Linked DNA regions of Sus scrofa: region 1 is linked to region 2. The links are chromatin contacts, called in public Hi-C maps. All regions are on one chromosome and are shown on one strand. Each heading gives the region's core, a stretch centred on a gene start, on an enhancer-like site or on the middle of the called end of the contact. The rest is flanking DNA. Distances are from core to core; before and after follow the strand shown.

What was found. A called contact is a pair of places that touch in the nucleus more often than the background predicts.
Region 1: a Hi-C map of embryonic fibroblasts shows a contact between it and region 2, with 5 times the contacts expected there. The contact joins the promoter of LRRC49 here to the enhancer-like site in region 2. A contact is called at or near these places in 1 of 5 promoter capture datasets (liver), 20 of 47 Hi-C or Micro-C datasets (adipose tissue, alveolar macrophages, brain and 12 more) and 2 of 2 datasets of contacts at active chromatin or transcription factors (alveolar macrophages and skeletal muscle).

The regions. Positions count from the first base shown.
Region 1 is chr1:168,551,454-168,556,219 of Sscrofa11.1, forward strand. LRRC49 (leucine-rich repeat-containing protein 49) reads left to right here and starts at 1,908. Exons shown (of 18, transcript XM_001928481.7): 1 at 1,908-2,242; 2 at 2,878-2,934. The coding sequence starts at 2,195.
Region 2 is chr1:168,502,233-168,506,491 of Sscrofa11.1, forward strand. It overlaps the pseudogene LOC100522295. Among named protein-coding and RNA genes, the nearest start is that of LARP6, 26 kb to the right of the region's middle. Within about 2 kb of position 2,734, at least 15 of the 83 cell types and tissues checked have an H3K27ac peak or open chromatin away from gene starts, as enhancers often do. A contact at or near this core is called in adipose tissue, embryonic fibroblasts, omental adipose tissue and 2 more, where this site is marked.

The DNA.
Region 1 (4,766 bases), core at 658-3,157, 48 kb after region 2:
TTGTAGGAAAGACAGTATGTTCATGTTATAATATGTTCAAAAATTGGAAAGAATAGAAATTGACACAATACTGTAAATCAACTAGACTCTAATAAAACATTTGAAAGATCACCATAACTGGTGCACAGTGAGCAACAAGGACTGTGGACTGGGATAGGACTGGTGTGGTACGCAGGGGCAAAAAACATGCAGGGCCCTGTAAATTGTGCTAATAATTTTGTTCTTCATCCTATTAATTGCAGGATACTGTTAAAGGATCTTAAGCACCCATCCCAATGTAGGAAGTAGGTTGGTATTGTAGGAGGAGATTTTATCTGGGAATTAGACCTAGAGAAAAGATTATAGGCTCTTGAGTAAATTAACCTCCTATATTGGCTTCCTTCTGCATAAATTGTGAGTTTGGACTAGATGAGCACCTAGGTTTCCTTCAGCTCTAAAATTCTACAGCTACCACTTTATATTCAAAGCCAAAATGTCACTTACAGATCATTTGATTTATTGGTGAATTCTTTCTATCTCTAAAACTGAACACCTTTTAGATCCAGTTAACAGTCATAATTTAATCTATGTTATGGTGGTAGGGCTGAAGTTTGACTAACTCAAAGAAGGCTAGGAAGTATTAAGATGGGAAGTGGGGAAGACAGTAGTGACCCGGTGCAAAATAAGTATAATCAATGCTTATGAATACCGGAGAAAGCAGGCAGAAGAGAGCAAGGTAGGAAAATTCATCTCTTTAGAATGATTTAATTTAAAGGCAGCTGGTCAAGAGGAAGTTTAGGAGTGGGAAGGGGTTGTCAGCAAGACTCAACCTCATCAGCATCTCTACTTCCCCCATTGTTTTGACAGTATGCTTATGTACTATGCTGTACAGAAATAGTTTTAAACACCTCATTCCTTGAGATGTGCTCAAATTAAACCCTTTCTGTTAAAATCTCAGGAGCAGAGAGTGGAGGTAACTGTGAAGGATGAGAGAGGGAGGAAGAGAGAAGAGAGAGTGAGAGTTAGTTTGGGGAAGAGGAGGTAGAAGGAATTCTAATTCCAAAGTGTCAGTGCTAAATAGGCTCTTGGATATCACTGAGTAAATAGAAAACTTCGAGATGAGGTGACTTTCCCAAGATGACACTAAATGGAGGAGCCTAGCCACAGATCCGGGATGCTTTTACGACCCTCGATGGACTACTGTGAAGAAGCCCTTTACCTGTGAAGTCACAACCTTCTTCCTGGCTTAGAGGGCAGTACAGGAGGCCGGCCCCGGGGCGGTCTCGGGCTGCCTGCCTGTCTGGGGTTCTTCTCCCTTTTCGGGGCCACCCGTTCGGTCGCCTTCTTCTTCCCCTTTAGGTGCAGGGGAGGACAGCCAGTGCAGGATGGGCACCGCGCCCGCCACGAGTCTCAGGCGCTGGGAGAAGCCCAAGTTCTTCTGGATCACCGAAGAGACACTGAAATAGGCTGGAGCGAAGTGGTCAGAACAATTGACAGAGCGGTCACGGCCCCCATACCAGTCGGCGCGGCGGCCCCGTACGAAGTGGTTGCACCGCACCGCCCGGTCTTTGGGGAAGCGGAACAGCGACTTCCCTGACTTGGTGGTGTTGCCGCAGTGGGCGGCCACGCAGCGGGCGGGAATAGTAGCTGCCTAGGGGGCTGGGGAGCTGGGGGCCTGCGCCCTCACCTGCAGAGGCAGCGTCGGCCTCGTGTCTTCCCCCCACCTCCAGCCGCCGGAAGTGCCGAACTGCGGCCCCACCTCGGAGAGTACCAGGCTCTTGCAGATCCTCCTTCTCCTCCTCTTGCCTCCAATCCTCCCCGGAGAGTGGTCACAGGCAGAGATACAAATTTCGCGCGGGCCCAGCTGAGGTGGGCCGTAAAGAAGGACGGACCGGAAGTGGTGGTTGTCATAGCTACCCAGGTGGCCGGCCTTTTCCCGGTCTTATCCTCCTCTCCACATTCCTGCTCCCTTGTTTTCTGGCCAGGAAAATAGAACAAGGGAGTAGTGACGTATTGGGCCCTCCAAATATAACCAGAGGCTCCAACGGGTGCACTGGCCGGTTGATTTGGTAGAGGACCAGACCGGAAATGGTAGTTTCCATGGTAACTGCTGAGCGGGTTGCCTGGGAGATGACCCCTTTCGGTCTCTTTGAATCTGTGCTGTAGCGTCACTTTTAAGGCAGATCTAACAGATCTTCTTGGACAGTCTCCTGCCATGATTCCCGGAAAATACCGCTCTGTTTCTGGCCGAGCTGCGAGCAACGTAGGTTGAGTCTTCTACTTTTCTCACATTCGTAGCGTCCTTTCTAACTGGCGTCTTTGTCCTAGGTGATGGGCTGTATTATTGGGTCCCGGACCGCTGAGTCTACTCAAGCTATTGTCTGACCGAGGCTTGAGATTCATGGACTGGACCAAGACACTTGGAGGGTATTTTATATTGTGATGGGTATTCAAAGTCTTGTCGTAGATCTGGGCTTCCCAGAAGGTGGAGCTGGTCTGCTGTGAAAGGCTAGGGTTCATTTAAATTCCTTTAACTGGCCAATTACTTTTTTTAAAATTAAGAAAATAATTTATTATTAACAGGCACCCCCAACTCCTTCACCTGTCTCACTGAGGTATTTGCCTAGACTTGAAATGGCAAGTGTCAAAAGCCTGAGGTGCTAAGTAGAGGGTTAAATTGCTGCAGACATTTTGGAAAATAAACCACAGTGAAACCTTCTAATTCTTAGTCTTGATTTTATTGTTTTCAGCAAATTCCCAGAACATGATAGTTTACCACAAAAAAGAAACAAAAAGCAAGCATTCCATTTTATTCTAATTTTTGTTATATCTTTAGCTGTACTGTTTTGGGGAGGAGTGTGTGTGTGTTAAAAGCATATTTTAATTTTTACATTGTAGGTGAATTGTGGGCTTCATCTGGTTATTCAGACATCATCGCTTCCTGAAAAAAACAAAGTAAGATTTAAGCAGATTTGTATTAAAATTGAATATAAACTGTTTTATATTCTGAACAAACAGCATGATTTAGAGTAGAATCTGAACTAGAAATTTTGAGTATATTTATTTTGATCACTAATCTAAAGCTAAATTTTATTTTCTGCCTACATAAAGCTAACTAGTGGTTACCAAAGAAGAGAAGGAAGGGGGGGAGGAGCAAATTGGGTATAGGATTAAGAGATACAAACTACTATACATAAAATAGAAATCAAAAAGATATATGGTATCTAGTTCAGGGAATTATAACCATTATTTTGCAGTAACTTTTAATGGAGTATCATCTATAAAAATACTTAATCACAATGTTGTACACATGAAAATAACATAATATTGTAAATAAACTATACATCAATTTAAAAATCAAACAAAACAAAACCAAAAAACCACCTCTTGTAAAAACTGAATCTTATTTCATCAATTACAAGAGGTAAGGTTTATTTTTTATTTTTTGACATGTAAGCATTTCTTGAATCAGGATCCTTCTTAAAACTGATGGCACATCATAGTTTAATTGGGAAAGTTTTTCTTTCTTAGTAGTAGGTAAAATGATGGCATGTCTTACTACTGATGGAGTCTTATAATAGATAAAATGTGATAATCTGGGGGCATATATCTAACATTCCAGAGAAAAATGATTAGCCATGGAAATATATTAGCCTAATGCTATTTGGCAGCATATGATTTAGAAGTTCATAAGATAGGAACATGAGATTCTTTTTCCCAAACAATTTGCCGTCATTATCCCTGGCATTTCCATAACTTAGGGCTTTTGATTTGATTTTTGAGATACGTATGTTTTTCTTTCCCTCCTGTCTCACCCCAGCCCTCAAATATACTCATCCATCTCCCACACAACTGTGTCTCAAAACACAACACAATTTTTCCTTCTTTGACCAAATTGGACACCTCCAATTGGCACAGTTCAGATTGTTCCTAAAAAGTTGTTAAATAGATGTTACTGGAGGAACTCGAAAGTGAAGGGCAGAATTTACAGGTAAAAGCATGAGGAGGATAAGGAGGGGCCCAAGGAGAGTGGATGTAAGGACACCACTGGTCAGGGAGGCAGCTGTTGATTACATTATGTATCTGAAAATAAACACTTGGAAAAATAGACCATTTGATAATCTTGAGTAAACAGTAGTTAGCTAGATTAATTGAAAATATTCCTTACTGTAATTGGACAAAATGGATTTCCTCCAAAGTTTGCTGATTGATTTCACTAGACAAATCCTAGTCTACTATTATACATAATGTATTTCTAGGAACTATGTGCCTCATCCAGATTCTTTCCAAACCATTCATTTTCTCTTGAGTGGATATATATTACAAGAAAATACTTTTAGTTTATATAATTCAGGATATAATATAAATGGTATCATAATTTTTATAGTATGGGTGAGTCAGAAGCATCATAATGCTAAGATATATATTTAGGGTTTCTTTGTAGCTAATCATAGGAGATAATTTTGATTTTTTTTTTCAGTCCTCCTATCAAATAATTTAAAATAAATTTAGAAAATTTAGAAGGTTTAGATATACAACTTTATTATGTTATAACTGGACTCTTAAAGGAATTCTAATGATAAAAATATTATCATCATTGTGATTTTTCCCAAGAGAATTAATTTCTATTGCGTGTGTTTTGCTCTTGCTTTCAAGAAGATGATTCTTGTAATCATTCAGTTGTGGTGAGAGTTTGGAGGAATTGCAGATGCCTCAGATTGAAGCATTGTTTCATCTGACCTCATGAAACCGACTCAAATTTGTGTGTATGTGTGTGGGGTAAAATA
Region 2 (4,259 bases), core at 1,484-3,983:
CATATGGAGGTTCCCAGGCTAGGGGTCTATTTGGAGCTACAGCTGCCAGCCTATGCCACAGGCACAGCAACGCCAGATCTGAGCTGCATCTGTGACCTACACCACAGCTCACGGCAACGCCAGATCCTTAACCTACTGAGCGAGGTCAGGGATCGAACCCGCAACCTCATGGTTCCTAGTCGGATTTTATTCCGCTGCGCCGCGACAGGAACTCCCAGAAACCCCACCTTAAACATGTTTCTTCTACCCTCACACCCCACAGCACCATTCACCCTGGACCCACTCCCCTCCCCTCCGACACCACCCCCAAATGCACAAGCACTCTAAGACTCTGAGTGATCCCACTCTTTCCCCACTGACTTTCTCTCCCCACCTGTCTGTGCCTCTGTCCGGGAGACTTCAGGCCGACCAGCCTCAACAGTAGCAGCTCAGACTGGTGGGCGGGCTACACGGGCTGCAAGGGAGAGGAGGGGCGGGCAGACAGAGCCCTCCCATTCCTGTCCCCTCCCGCAAGCCTCCTACATAGTTTGAGCTTGGTCCATTCAGTGGAGGCCAAATCCCGCTACCTTCACCTCCAGCCGAGCAAAGGGCGCCCTAGAAGTCTCTTCTCAACCCTCTGCGGCCCCTTATTTCTGGACCTCTCCCAGATCAGCAGAGGCTGCTGGCTTTATACCGCCAGCAGTACCCCTGGCCCTTGTCCCCTGCCCTTCAACCCAACACAGACCGGGGAACTGGGGGGCAGGGAGAGGCAGAGAACAAAGTGGGTCAGGTCATGGGAGAGAAAGCAAGCTCGCCGAGGAAAGAAAGAAGGGGACATCACAAAGGGGCGAGGGAGGGGGGCTGCCCAGGGCACTGAGGGCAAAATTGCCCCATTTCTTGATGACATTTGTGAGGGCCTTGGGGGGAGGGGGGCAGAGTTGAGTCAGCTGCCGCCCCCCATGCCAGAGCAGACAGGGCCTTATTGTCTCCACCAAGATTCCTTCTCTCAAGGAAGAGGAGGCTCATTGTGCAGCCCCTCACCCAGTTCTGGCATACAAAGGTCGAAAAGGGGCGCAGCAAATGCCCACCCTGACCCTTAGCCCCCTCGTCTAGCCTGGGGGTGGCTGGCACATTCCACCCATGAGGCTGGGGCTCAAACCACTGGTGCCCTGGGCTCAGCCCCCTATCATAGGCTGGGACAGGAAAAGAATTGTCCACAGCAGGAAAGAACCTGCAGAGAATCAGGAACCCACAGAGAATGGGCATTGAGAGAGCAGAAACACCAAGGGGGTCCCACCCCAGAGCAGTTATCCGGGCACCTAGGCCTCAGGCCCTCCCTCCCCACCCTCCTTGGGGAGCCAGGTCCCCTTCACCTGGAAATGAATCAAGCCACACTGAGTAAATGATACTTTATTTCCATAAATACAGGAGTGACACCCATTCAAGGGTAGCTAAAAGAGGGGCTGGAGCCTTAAAGAAACGAGGCTTCCAGAGGGCACCCCAATACTGAGCATAGGGACTGGGGGAATCCCCAAACCTGAGATGGGCCTCGCAGGCCACAGATATTCCCCAACACTGACACTTCAAGAATGGAACTGTCCCCATAGGGGAGCCTCAGAACCCCACTGTCATGGGTGGTCCTTCCTGGGGGTCGGGAGGGTTCACAACAGGGGAGTTCAGACGGAAAGGGGACATGGGGAAACAGAAGCAAAAAAAAAAAAAAAAAGGAAAAAAAAAAAGACTGAGGAAAATAAGTTATTACTCAGTATCCATTCAAGAAACACTTCCTGAGCTCTGGCCATGGGCCAGATGCCATGTGTTGAGAGATATGTGGTTCTTACCTCATTGTTCATAATCCGGCTGAGAAATGGTGCATAAACAATTGCTATAATGCAAAGAGATCAGTGCTCTGGAAAAGCCTTTCCCACCCTTCTTAGGGTGAGTATATGACCAAGAGTTATAACGACGATGTATGTTTTGAAGCTATTTCTTTATTCTGGAGTACCTTGCATGTATTACAGTATCCCCTTTCACCCTCACAAGAACACTGATGTTGTAGGTATTATCATTCTCATTTTACACATGAGGAAACTAGAGCTTAGAGAGATGAGATAGTCCCCACAGTTTGGAATTTAGGGTCTTTCTTGTTTCCCAACCATGGTGAGTGTAAGCTGGACTCTGCAAGTGCCAGGTATATTCCTTTCAGACAGGGCTATGTCCCAGTTTGGACACTAGAGGGCACTAAGAGAGTGAAGTAATGAGAGGAATTTGCCCCTGGGCTACCTCTCTGAACAGCCACAAATTGACCTTCCCAAATTTATCTTTGAAGGTGAATTAACCATAATTGCAATGATGAAGCTACCACACACTCCAGCTACAGCAAGGGCAAGGATCACTTAGGATTCATCTTTCATCCAAAGCTCTTCGGCCTGCTGCTTTTTTACCCATAGTAGAGAATGTTTGTGGAATTTAATTGGATGTCTATATACAGTCATAACACGACTCTCTTACTTCTCCTTATCCTATAGCTGATTCCAAACCAGCAGCTGTGCAAACCAGAAATTAAACAGCTTCTTAACTAGAAATTGGTCCACGTGAAAGTAGCCCAGTTCACCTGTGGGCTGCGTACACATTTCCGACATGTTCCTCACCACCCCATTTATTCCAGCTCCCAGAGAAATGAGTGGCTGGCATGGCCCTGCTCCACTGGCAGCATTGCAAAGGACTGACCCATCAGCATGATCCTCCTCCTGAGGGATGCTCCATGAGGTGGAAGTACTCAGGCTGTCACCTGCAGGGTTACCTCTCTGCTGAGGGAAGGAGCACTCAACAGGATCAGTCAGCATCAGAGACAAGAAGTCAAAACCTGTGCTGCTGTTTCAATCCTTCCCTCCTTAGAGTTTTGCCAATGGTTTCTAGATAGCTTTTCCAGCATGTTTACAACTCATAAGAAGTAGAATATGTAGCTAAAAACTACTGGAAAAAGCTAGTTCACATTTTAGGGAAAACATTTAAAAATAATCAATGACTAATGTGTCTTAAAAAAGTGTTTTCTCATGTGGTTCAGTCCCGTGTGGCAAAAACCAGAGCCTTTTCAACCCAGCCACACCCAGGGGTGATGCAATAGTAAACGAGACACAGGCATGAATGTGATTCTGAATGTGAAGCTGGCCTGCAGCTTGGTCACTCTACAGCCCGACGGGCTGTGGACCAACTGAGCTAATGTTCAGAGAGACTTCCCGGCAAGATGCACAGCACAGCAGGAAATTGGGGCAGTTTGGACCTTACGCTATAGTCAGGAAGGAACAGCCAGCAATTTTTTGTTTTTAAGTAGTCAAGTTATGCAAACAGAACTCTGCTTTAGTAAGACAGATTTGGTGGCACAATGGGGGATGTATTAAAGAGAAGGACTGGAGACAGGAAGATCTTGGGACGAGGGTGTATAGAAGTAAGCATGTGAGGAGTGAAAGAGCATGTAAGGAACGTTTCGGGGCTGGAACCAACACCTCTGAGTTGTTGACTGAGTGTGGGAAAAAGGGAGGAAGAAGGTATAAATATGACAACCTCACATCCTTGGAGCATTTACTATGTGCAAGTTAGAAAGCATTTTATAGGAATTAACTCGTTCTGACAAATCGCAAGTAGGAATTATTATCATCCACCTTTCCTGGGATAGGAAACAGAGGCACAGAGAAGCTAAGCCATTTGTCAAAAGTCACCAGGATTTGAATCCAGGCTGTCGAAGTCCAGAACCTACATCTGTCACATATCTCACAGAGCCTCTTCTCCAGTCTGGGTGACACGGAAGACAGCGGTGTCACTGGCTGAGCTGGGAAGTCAGAAGGAGCAGGTGGCGGGGAGGGGCAGTGGGATGGGGGGGTGGCAGATGAGGTGTACTTTGGACACATGTGGAGGGTGGTGTTTTGCATGTGTTTGGAATTTGGATGTTCTGCCAGCACCTCAAGTCGAGATGTACGGCAGGCTTTGGGCCCCAGCGTGGAGAGGGAGCTGGTTTTCATTAAAAATAATGAAACATCTGTAGAAATGCTGTTGGCTGACTTTCCCAGTCAAGCTATTCAAGAAAGTCCTGATATGCTCACAAACAGGAAGCCCATGCCCTGGCTGAAGGTTTGGCCAGAGATTTAGGAAGACCAGGTCCCTAAGCAAGGTGCTCAGGGTCTCTGGGCCACACGGAGGTCTACAAAGGAGCCCACAGCCCAGCCCCAAATAAGAAGGGTGTCTCCAAGACTCCCTCAATTTATCCCAAGTCCCCTCCTCAT